2 separate regions of the Mus musculus genome follow, and region 1 is linked to region 2. Evidence: chromatin contacts called from public promoter capture Hi-C data. All regions are on one chromosome and are shown on one strand. Each heading gives the region's core, a stretch centred on a gene start, on an enhancer-like site or on the middle of the called end of the contact. The rest is flanking DNA. Distances are from core to core; before and after follow the strand shown.

What was found. Promoter capture Hi-C pulls out the DNA fragments that hold promoters and counts their contacts.
Region 1: a contact with region 2 is called in a promoter capture Hi-C map of erythroid cells, with 12 times the contacts expected there. The contact joins the promoter of Phf10 here to the promoter of Wtap in region 2. A contact is called at or near these places in 4 of 39 promoter capture datasets (the C10 cell line, erythroid cells, liver and 1 more) and 2 of 115 datasets of contacts at active chromatin or transcription factors (astrocytes and stem cell-derived neural progenitor cells).

What each region holds. Positions count from the first base shown.
Region 1 is chr17:14,956,760-14,962,901 of GRCm38.p6, forward strand. Phf10 (PHD finger protein 10) reads right to left here and starts at 4,501. Exons shown (of 12, transcript NM_024250.4): 1 at 4,352-4,501; 2 at 2,660-2,766; 3 at 1-105. The coding sequence starts at 4,435.
Region 2 is chr17:12,988,272-12,994,229 of GRCm38.p6, forward strand. Wtap (Wilms tumour 1-associating protein) reads right to left here and starts at 3,988. Exons shown (of 8, transcript NM_001113533.1): 1 at 3,806-3,988.

The DNA of each region.
Region 1 (6,142 bases), core at 3,251-5,750, 2.0 Mb after region 2:
ACACCCAGATATTCACTGACTTGCTCCTGAAGCATATAGTATTCTCCTGTTTCATCAGGTGGCCATTTGTATTCGATTAAGTTTTCTGCTGGGTAGTAACTGAAGCTAAGACACAAATACAGATAATGCCTTATATGTGGCATTTATTAAATTTCAATCATATTTATATTTCAAATTACTTTCAAAACAATTTTAAGATTTGAAATTCTTGGGCCGGGTGTGGTGGCCCATGCCTTTAATCCCAGCACTTGGGAGGCAGAGGAAGGAGGATTTCTGAGTTCGAGGCCAGCCTGGTCTACAAAGTGAGTTCCAGGACAGCCAGGGCTACACAGAGAAACCCTGTCTCGAAAAAAACAAAACAAAACAAAAAACAAAAAACCAAACAAACAAACAAAAGAATTGCAATTCTTTTTTATTACTGCTGTGCTTATGGAGAAAAATTACAAAATGGGTAAAAGGAAGAAAAATAATGATCCAAAACTTCACATAAAAAAATCCACTAAATTTCTATACATGCAAATGTATACATGGCAATTTCTATACATGCAAAGAACCTAAGGCTGGAAAGATGGCTCAGCAGTGAGGAGCACTTCCGGCTCTTGCAGAGGCTGAGCATTCGGTTCCTAGCACCACATCAGGTATCTCACAACTGTCCTAACGCTAGCTCAGGGTCTACTACAGTCTCCCGGCCTCTGCAGGTACCCACGCCCACATGTGCACACACATAAAGACACGCAGGTTAAAATGTAAAACTCAAGACTCCTAACTGCTAGGTCTAAGAAACCAAAGCAGGCAGCAACTCTAACATATTTTTAATTTAACATTCACCACAATTACTTCATGCATACCAGATACAACTTAAGCAACTTCTAACCCTTATTTATCGCTAGGTAAGTCACAGACAACTGGAAAAGCAGAAATTCCAAGAACTGCTTTCTCAATGAACTGGACAATAAGCAATAATTTTATTTCTTTATACTTTACAAACCCAGAAGCAAAGACCAGATCTATCTGAAAGTTGCAGTGTGCTGCACTCAGCTGCAATCCTGAGTAGCAAAGTCGGGAAGGAACGTGTCGATCTCCATAATCCAACTTCTAAATTAGAGGCAGGAGTACAACCACGGTTTGCTTCATTTATTCATTCAAAAACTAGCTCATGAAGCACCCAAACCTGGTGCTACAAAAGAACAGAAACACGCAAAGCTACAGAAAAGACCCTCACCTCCTGTCACATCACATCCAAAAGGTAGCTCAGAATGAATTAAAATCCTAAATGTAAGAGCTGCCTAGAAAACCCTATGTTAGCAACAGATTCTTAGACTTAACACTCAAAACAAAAGTTATAAAAGCAGACATTAAAGTTAGATTTTAGAAAGTGACACTATCAACTACAGGGGGAAAGAGCCAGAGTGCTGGGAATTACTTACAAACCTGATAAAGGAATTCATATGCAGAATACATAAAGGAGCCCCATAACTCATCAGCACAAAATAAAAGAGAAATGGACAGCTGGGCACAGTGGTGCATGCCTTTAATCTAGCTCTGTGAGCCAGCCTCATGTACATAGTAAATTCAAGGACAGCCAGAGAAACATACTAAGACCCTGTCTCAAAAAAACAAAAACAAAAACAAAAACAAAAACTGGGGTAGGGGTGGAGAAATGGACAGAGAAGTAAATAGACATTTCTCCAAAAACATAAATCAAATGATCAAAGAGCACCTAAAAAATATTCGGCAAGCACCACTAGCCATGGTATACAACACAGAATCACAGTGGGTGATCACCTTATGTCTTTCTGGACGCCTATCAGCAAAATGAGCAAAAATAATGTTGCAAGGTGTATTGTTGGTGGAAATGCAGACTGGTACTACTGCTATGGAAATGTATGGAAGGTCCTTAAAAAGTCTGAAGACAGAATCAACGTGTGGTACAGCTTTCTACTTCTAGTTATATACCAGAGTATTAAGAACAGGGGTCTGAATGCCAGTGTTCACTTCAGCATTAACTACCCCAGCCTGCAGGTGAATGAGCACAATGTAGCAGAACATACGATGGAATATTGTTCAGACTTAAGGAGCTCCAACACGATGAACCTTGAAGATACTATGGTTATGGGTAAGCCAGATAACACGGGGCAGGTACTGTCTGGTTCATACTCAGGGCAGGAAGTAGAACTGTGGTAACCAGCAGCTGGAGGCAGGAAGGGATGGGAGGTACTGGAGGGTTAGGCAGTTTGAGTTACTAAAGTTTTGGAAAGGGCCGAGAGTGATGGTTGTACTGAAATATACTCTTTATATATAAAAAGTGTTACAATGGTGAGTTTTATATACCTACTTTACCATAACTTTTTAACAGTTATCAGGAGTGAGACCTACTTTGATAGTATATGACTTTTTTAGAAGATTTGTTTGTTTGCTCTCTATACAGACATTTGTGGAGGCCGGAATGGACCATGAGATCCTCCAGAGTTTACAGGAGCTTATGAGATGAGATGTGGGGCTGCTAACCAACCTCCAGTTAAGCAAGCACTCTTAACTTCTGAGCCATTTCTCCAGCCAACACATATAATTTTTAATAACTGTTTCTGCTGCCTGGAATAGGCAGGAGAAGAAGAAGTGAGCAAAAGTCTACGAAAGTTACTACTGAACCTTAAAGTACCTAAGATCTTGACTTGAAGTCTCACAACTTCTTGAGCTGTCTCCTGAGCCCATTCGCCTCCTTTTACATGGATGGGTCCCATCATTTGAGTTATCTTCATTATCATCCTGTACATTTAAATGATTAAAAAATTAGAAAATTTAAGAATGAATAAAACTAAAATCTGACCTTTAATCGAAATGAAATTAAATTTTCAACTGTATTTTAAATGTACTCTGCTTTCACTTTCTTACCAACTAGATTGTGTTCAAACATCTGCTTTTTAGTAGCCACACCACTTTAAAAATCAAAGCAAGCCTTCCTATTTGAGCTGGGAAATAAATACTAGTAAGTTTCATAGTACCCTTCAGCTTACAACTGGCCCCCCGGAGGCGCATTTTAATTAGCTACTTTGGAGATGAAGAAGGACTGGATACAGGTTACCACGTCTAACTACATTCCTTTTCTTCTGCGGCAGAAATTCAACACTTTGTGATAAACTCATAGGAGATATAGGTTGTTGAGCCATTCCATTAAGGAAATAAGTAATCAAATGTTTTAAAAACAATTCATTACGTTAATTAATAGGCTTAAACTCCTATTTTTTTTTTAAATCAAGGTACTATAGCTCCTAACACTACTACTCTTACTATAAATTTCAATAAAGGCCCACGGAAGGGAATGAAAAGGCAGCACAGGCTAGCATGCCAAGTCAGCATGGCACTGCGGGCTGCCAGAGAATCTTACTGAGCACTGCCCTCCACCAGCTGTGTGCTGCAAGCTTCTCCCCAGTCCTAAAGCCTAGGTGGCTGATGCAAGGATGCAGTGAAGTGATCACATAAGAGCCAGGTAGCACATAGCTGTCTGATATATGTTAACGTTGTGATTAGCAGTGACTTTATATTTCATTATGTCTCCAGCACCTAGGAATTTACTAAAATTACTTTCCAAATTAAAAAAGAACATAGAAATCATTCCCCTTTTCACTCTTCAAGAATGAAATCAAGTAGACTTAATATTCCCTTTTAAAGCTAACAATCAAGAAGTTGAAAGATAATTAAATTTCTTAGTATGTTTTTCACTGTATTCATGGTCCATACTGGCTTGACACCGTTAATTTTAAGCACTATTTTATTAATTTGTGGACATTTTAAGGATTTCTGTATGTCAATACTTTTACTTAAAAACAATGATCCTCTCGAAAAGAAACAATAACGGAAGTTGACACAGAGTTTACCAGCTCACAACTGTAGGAATCCTAAGGGCTACGTTCCAGGTAAGGCCCTCCCCTCCGCACCATCCTCGGTCAGGACAGGGAGCCAGCAGCCCCCTGCGAGCAGTCAGAGACCCCACCAGGGAGGACCGGCACGTGGCGGGGGCCACCTCGGCTGGCCGGGTCTGTGGGTGTGAAACCACGTTCTGCCAACTCGGGACCCCGAGCGCACGTCCCGCTCAGCGTCTCCCCGACTGAGATCCCCAAGGCCGCCAACTTTTCCGACTTTCCCAGGCTGGGGGCGCTTCGTCTCAAGCACTCTTCCCGAGTCCCCCGGTCCCAGCTATTCCCGGACAACTTCCCACCCCGCCGCGCAGGTCTCCCCGACGTCCGCGCCCACTGTCCGCCGCACTTGTTGCTCCAGGACCCGCCGCCCGGTCTCCTCTTCTCTCCCGAGCCCGGCCTGGGCCGCTGCCCCTTGGGCAGCGCGCTCCGCTCACCTTTGGGGACTGCGCTCCGGGGGAGGCCGGGTCGCTGTCGCACCGCCCCGGGGACAGCGCCGCCCCGGGCCCGGCCGCTGCCATCAGCCCAAGCGCCCCGCGCCTCCGTCGTCGTCGCCGCCTTCGCCTAGTCCCAGCGGCCGCCGCCGCCGCCGCTGCCGCCGCTGTCGCGCGGGCCGCCCGGCGCCCCGGCCCCGCCCCCTCCGCCCGCCCGCCCGGGGGCCGGCCCCTGCCGCCGCGCGCCCCGCGGCCCGCCAGCGCCACCGCCATGGCCGCCAGCGCGCTGCCGGCCGGGACCCGCACGCCGCTCACGTCAGCCGGCCGCAGCTGCGCGGCTCCGCCGGCCTCGGCCGGGGCCTTGCCGCCTTGCCGCCTTCACCCGGCGCGCCGCGCCCGGCCTGAGCTCCGCTGGCCAGCCACCGCCTCGGTCCCGGCCCCACCCGGGTTCCTGGCCGCCTGGCGAGCTCGCTGCCGCCCCTTCCCTGCGCCCCCGGCCCGGCCCTCCGCGTCAGCCGCGGCTCCGCGCCGCCCCGCCCCGCCGCGGTCCCGCCCCCTCCCCTCCTCCGCTGCGCGTCAGCCGGGGGTCCTCAGTCGGCGGTGCCTGCCTTGTCCCCACCTGGGTCCCTAGCCCCTCCCCTCAAAGATGTGTCTTCACCACGCTTGTTCTCCAATCCCTCCCCCGTACCCAGCTCCTCCCCTCAGCCCGGGGTCGCCACCACGCCGCCGTGTCCTCCCCACTCCCGATCATCAGCACCTTAGCTGAGGGTCCCTACCGCGCGGTATCCTCCCACCAACCCCACCCCTACCGGTCCCCAGCCCCTCCTCTCAGCCCGGGGTCTCCACAGCCGCGGCGACCTCCCCTTCTCCACCAGGGTCCTCGCTCCCTTCTGTAAATGAAGGATTAGTGTCCTCAGCCCACTTCCTCCTCTCTCGCAGCCCTTAGGGTCAACCACCCCAGGAGCTCCGCCTCCTCCCTCTTTGAGATCCCCTTCTCCTGAGTCCTTTCTGACTTCTCCACCCCACCTCTCCATCTTCACTCCACACACCCCAGGATCCCCAAGGCGCTCTTGGCTCATTTGTTCTACAACTGCTTCTCCTGTGACCTTGGCGTAGTGGCCCCCATGGCCACGGGAAAAGTCACAGCAGCACTCAGGTTGAACGGAACCCAGTCAGGCAAGGAGAACATAGGGAAGGTTCCCAAAATCATATGACAGAGTCAGCACAGTCACCTGCAGGACACAGGATTGGGAATTCCTGGAAATGGAAGCCAATTGTCCAATGGTGTTTGGACAGGATTTATATTGATGTTAGTGCTTAGACTTCGCCACAGGAAAGGCCGTACCCCACCCTTTGAAAAGAGCACCAGGAAGACAACAGGTCCAATGGACAAAGGCAAGGGGCAGAGAGGCAGGCCTACATCCCCCACCCCCCATCCCCTCCACTCCCCACAACACTTCCAAGAATGTAGGGGACCAAACCAGAAAAGGTGGTGGTGATCTAGCTCTTGGATTTTAGAATTCGAGTTCCCTTTCACAGCCACAGCTTCTAGCTCCAGAAAGTAAGCCCAGCACTTCTCTCCTCCTTTGAAATATATATAGTGTATCCACATGAAGTATAGAGCCGACAAATAATGTAGAGGTGAAGGGAGTGCCTGCCATAGAGCAGGATGTCTGCAGCTTCAAGATAAAGTGATACACAAATATATATAACTGAACTTAAGGGCATCGTAGGTGGGAAAGAGCATACTTGCAATTAAAAAACAAAAAGATTTTAATGTTATAAAATTTGAAA
Region 2 (5,958 bases), core at 2,738-5,237:
CCATCTGTAAAGGGATCTGATGCCCTCTTCTGGTGCGTCTCAGGACAGCTACAGTGTACTCATACACCTAAATAAGTAATTCTTTAAAAAACAAAGGCAAGGCCGGGCGTGGTGGCGCACGCCTTTAATCCCAGCACTCGGGAGACAGAGGCAGGTGGATTTCTGAGTTCGAGGTCAGCCTGGCCTACAAAGTGAATTCCAGGACAACCAGGGCTACACAGAGAAAACCCTGTCTGGAAAAACCAAAAAAATCAAAACAAAACAAAAAAACAAAAAACAAAAGCAAAACAGAAAAATTAAAACACGAATAATTTGGCAAGCGTCCAATGACTGATTTTAAAATTACACAAGGTGGGAAGCAGCTAGAGAGATGGCTCAGAATTTAAGAATACTGACTGCTCTTTCAGGATTCAATTCCCACTTACATTGTAGCTCATAACAACTGTTACTCCAGTTCTAGGGATCTGATATCCTCTTCTGAACCTCCAAGGGCACAGCATAGATGTGGTACAGAGACAGACGTACAGACAAAACACCCATAACATAAAACCGAATAAATATATTTTTAAACTTAAGTTATTTGTGTAGACAGTATAAAGAATATAGAGGATGCCATCTACTCTTAAAGCCTAGCTTGGGTTATGGAATTACTAAGTGCCTAGCATTCCAGATCATAACACTATGATCCTAAGTTAGGCAACTTAGTACTCTCTGGAGAAAGGCAATCACAGGCCAAAGTAAGTTTATGAAAGAAGGTATGTATATGCCTTGCTAAAATAAATCACGATGTAAGAAATGGCATCGTCTGGCAGTGCTGAAGTATCAGCACTGCAGGAGTAAGAGAACTCGTTAGAAATCAGAATGCTATTTCAGTCTCACAGCTTTATTTGATCAAGTCACTTAATACTTTGGGCTTCAGTTTCCATATCAGTCAAAGAAAATGCCAGTGTTGCTTGGTGTACAAAGTGCTGCAGATCTGTTATTGGTACCATAAAAACACTATATAAACAAAGATTGTTTGAACACAATCAACAGAGAAAATAAACTCTACCAACATCATCTTTCAGGCAAAGAACAAATGCCTAACACCCTGTATCAATAGCTTATTCAATTATGGGAATACTGAAAAATTTCCCCAAGCTTAGTTAGTGACAAGAAATATAAAGTATTTAGAGGCAGGAAAGTGGAGATAAAGATAAGAATGCTATCTTATATCTTGATTTGCTAAAGCTGATAAAGTAAAGCTTCTAAAGACCACGATACAAGAAATACAACTCTATTATACACCAATAATCTAGATGGCTAACATTTACAAGAGGAGCCTACATTAGATACATATGACAAGAGGAGGCTTGAAAATTACAAGTTGCCGGGGCGTGGTGGCACACGCCTTTAATCCCAGCACTCCGGAGGCAGAGGCAGGCGGATTTCTGAGTTTGAGGCCAGCCTGGTCTACAAAGTGAGCTCCAGGACAGCCAGGACTATACAGAGAAACCCTGTCTCGAAAAACAAAACCGGGGCTGGTGAGGTGGCTCAGTGGTTAAGAGCACTGACTGCTCTTCCAGAGGTCCTGAGTTCAAATCCCAGCAACCACATGGTGGCTCACAACCATCTACAATGGGATCTGACGCCCTCTTCTAGTGTGTCTGAAGATAGCTACAGTGTACTCATATATAATAAATAAATAAATAAATAAATCTTTAATTAAAAAAAAAAGAAAAAGAAAAACAAAACCGGGGCCTAGCAAACACAGAAGTGGATGCTCACAGTCAGCTATTGGATGGATCACAGTGCCCCAATGGAGGAGCTAGAGAAAGTACCCAAGGAGCTAAAGGGATCTGCAAACCTATAGGTGGAACAACAATATGAACTAACCAGTACCCCCCTGGAGCTCCTGTCTCTAGCTGCATATGAATCAGAAAATGGCCTAGTCGGCCATCAGTGGAAAGAGAGGCCCATTAGTCGTGCAAACTTTATATGCCTCAGTACAGGGGAACGCCAGGGCCAAGAAGTGGGAGTGGGTGGGTGGGGGAGCGTGTGAGGGACTTTTGGGATAGCATTGGAAATGTAAATGAAATTTAAAAAAAGGAAAAAAATGAACTAGAAAAAAACCAAAACAAAAACAAAAAATACAAGTCATAACATAGTGTACAAACACACTCATCTGTTTAAGAGTGAAGAACTAAAGCACTCTTAGAAACCCATCTGCCCAAATCCTTAAAATTCAGTTTCAATCATATCAGAAGCCATCCTGTAGACTGCAACCTCCCCTAACTTGCCCCAGCAGTAGTGAATGAATGAGTGAAACCTAGCCACCTCAAAAATGTCTGTTTTCAATAGTTTCAAATCGTCTACATGTTTACCTATAAGAAAACATGATGCTTGGTTTAAAAGAAAAAAAAGCGTTTAAAAAAAAGGCATTTAAAAAATTTTTAAATTTATTATATGGTAAGTACACTGTAGCTGTCTTCAGATACACCAGAAGAGGGCTTCAGATCTCTTTATGGGTGGTTGTGAGCTACCATGTGGTTGCTGGGATTTGAACTCAGGCCTTTGGAAGAGCAGTCAGTTCTCTTAACCGCTGAACCATCTCTCTCCAGACCGCATTTAAAAATGTTTTATGAATGTTTTGCACGTATATATGTGCATCACGTGCACGCCTGATGCCACCCACTGAGGTCAGAAGTGGGAAGTCAAAATTCCAGAACAAGAGTTAAGGATGGTCAAGAGCCATCATTCCGGTGCTGGAAGAGAAACTGCTGAGCCAACTCTCCAGTCCCAAAGCTCAAACATAAGCTAAAGGGAAAGAAAGGTAGAATTTGTAGTAACTGATCTGTGACTTCCACCTATCTTTCCAAACAATAAAATTAACTAAATGAAAAGGCTAGGGTAGAGCGTGAAAACGATGAAAAAGGCGTAAATAAAACGTAGAGGATTATAACATGCTCCTTGAAGCTTTAACAGGCTCACCGATCTTTACAACCAGCTTACAGTGTATTCTTAGTCCTTTGGGGTCAAATTAACTGACTTCCTCATTCTCAAACCAAGAACTGTGGGCTCGGGGAATTGCTGAACGGCAGAAGGCTGGCCTAGCGTGCATGCACAAGGCCTAGCCGCCCCCCACGCCCATAAAACATGTACACAGAGAGGAAAACTTAGGTCTTGTTCTACCGTGCACCCGCTGTCTTATGCAAAACAATTTTAAATACGGTCAAATCAGCCATACAGAAATCCAAAACTAGACTAGAAGTTCACGAAAAATTCCACTAAGCTGTCAAAAAAAAAAAAAAAAAAGAACTACTCTCACAATGCATGCACTTATGTAAAAATGGAAGTCCACAGGTGAACGTGGTTGCAAAGACAAGCTACTACGTGGTACGGAATTGTTTTTAACAAAAAAAAAACCCAAAAAACAAAACAGAATGCTTCACTTGTGCCATACAGAACTGTGGGTACCTCTGGGTCCCCGGTGACGAACCCTGGAAGGTGGGAGGGGGCGACAGAGGCGGGGAAAGGACCGGCATGGCCAGTCAGCCCCGAGAGGGCGGCCTCCGGCCTCCCCGCCTCCCCGGCCGCGGGAACGCCCGCCCTGTCCCCTGCCGTCAGGGACGGAAGTAGAATGGCCGCGAAGCGGTGCAAGGATCCCCACGGGCAGCAAACCGCTCTGCCTAACGGGAAACCTGCACGGCCGCAGGCCCGGTCGCCCTTCCGGCCCGGAGTGCATTTCCCCGGGTCTAGGGCGGCCGCGCCTCGCTCCCCGGCCCCACAGGCCCTCGTGGCCATTCCCGCTGCGGGCTGCACCTACCTTCCCAGCCCGAGGCTGCGCGGGCGCCGCCAGTCACACAGGCCGAGGCCGCGCCGCCGCCGGCCCCCCCGCGCTCCTCCCGCCGCAGCGCTGGCGAGAACCTTTATTTGCGGGTCTCGCAGCCACAAAATGGCGCTGAGGGAGGAAAGCCGGCCCTGCCGCCGGCCCCGCCCCGCCCGGACTGCGCCCCGCCCCGAGCGCGCCGCGGAGACCCCGCCCGTGGCCCACTCACCCGAGACGCGCCTCTCGGGCGCCTCCTCGGTCACCGCGCCGGGCGCCTCTGGAGAGAAGGGGCGAGGGGCGGCCGGCTCGGCCCCGCTCGGGACCTCGGGGCGCGGAGAGGCAGCGGCACTACGCCGCCGCCGCACGGAGACAGTCCGCGGAAGCCCGCACCGGCCCCGTCGGGGCTCTGCAAGCTCAGCGGGGCTGGGAAGGGAAGCGGCCGGAGAGAAGGGCGGGCCCGCGAGGTCGGAGGTCACCCGCGAGGCATCTCGGGACGACGGCCGCTGCCGGACAAGCTCGGCGGGGCCACCTGCGGCTGCTGCGCGGCCTGGGCGGAGGAATCCGAGCCGACAAGCGCGTGATTGGCTCTTCCAGGCAGTCTCACAGCTCAGGATGCTTCCGCGCATCGTGCCGGAACGGGGAGACAGCGGCTTCATGCTTAAGCGCCCCTCGTTTTAAGTTGGGGGCGGGGGAGGGGGACTTAGAAGCCGTCGCCGTTCTTGGGGCCGCCGGCTTTGCCCCGGGGCGTCTTTGGGTTTGAGTCGAGGAGCCAGGAGGCTGCGCGTGTGGGCAGACTGGAAGCCCCGGGAAGGCAGCCGGGTGAGGGTTCTGGAGTACTCTAGCAAGAACAGCGGTGCTCGGCAGTCTCTTCAGCACTTCCCAGATGGGACAGTCATATTTAGGCTTAGTCGGTTTTATGAGCCCGGTTAATCCCCAGCGTAGGTGCCCTGCCTGAGATCATTTATAAGGATACAGTTACAGTAGAGACCAGATGCCACCACTAGGTAGTTTACATCGCAGGGTCCTTGGAAAACTAAAGAAAATGGAGAAGGACGTGAACAGATGGTTCACAGATCCTTAAAATATTCCATAGAAGGAGGATCAACTTTGTTTATAATGGAAATATACATTGAAATCCTGTTTCCTGGTGAGGATGCAGACATTAATAGTTATGTGTTACTTTGGAATGAGTCCTGGCTTGAGTGAATAAAGCAAGGTGTAGAAATACATATACACATATATGTAGGCACATATCGAGAAAATGGAAGAATATTGCAGAAACTTAATAGTTACTCAAAAGAGGGTAATGGCTGTAGGAGATAAAGGTAGAAACAGCAAGACTTGTGAGTTTTCAAAACTTATGAAACGAATAGGTAAAACAAGAAAATCCCTCCAGAGTCCAAAACAAATTGAAAGGAATCAATTCAAATTAAAATTGATAGCGGAACTGAAAGATACACAAAAGAAAGAATATAGCTGCAGTGTTTGAATTTCATGCTCTGGCTCTGTGCCTACAGAGGGCTCTGTCCTAGATACCTAAGAATCACTCAGTTTCACTAAGTGATTTGTAGTTATAACATTGTTGCTATGGTTTTGAAGTTACATATATTGTAGTACAAACATTTTAATGTTACTTTCTTCAAAGATTTCTAGTGTAAAAGATAATGAGATACAAATTCAAATACCAAAGAAGTTCAGAGACACTATTTTAAATTTAAAGATTAACTTGGGGCTGGAGAGATGGCTCAGTGATTAAGAGTACTTGTTGCTCTTTCAGAGGACCTGGATTCAATTTCCAGCACCCACATCATGGCTCACAATTGTAACTCTAGTTCCAGAAGACCTGATGACCATTTCTGGTCTTGGTAGGCATATTGTGGTACAGACACATATATTTGAACACATTGTACTAGTCAGGGTTCTCTAGAGTCACAGAACTTATGGGTAGTCTCTATATAGTAAGGGAATTTGTTGATGACTTACAGTCTGTAGTCCAACTCCCAACAATGGTCAGCAGCAGCTGTGAATGGAAGTCCAAGGATCTAGCAGTTGTTCAGTCCCACAATGCAAGCAGGTGAAGGAGAGAGAGCAAATCTTCCTTCTTCCAACGTCTTTTTGTAGGCCTCCAGCAGAAGGTGTGGCCCAGATTA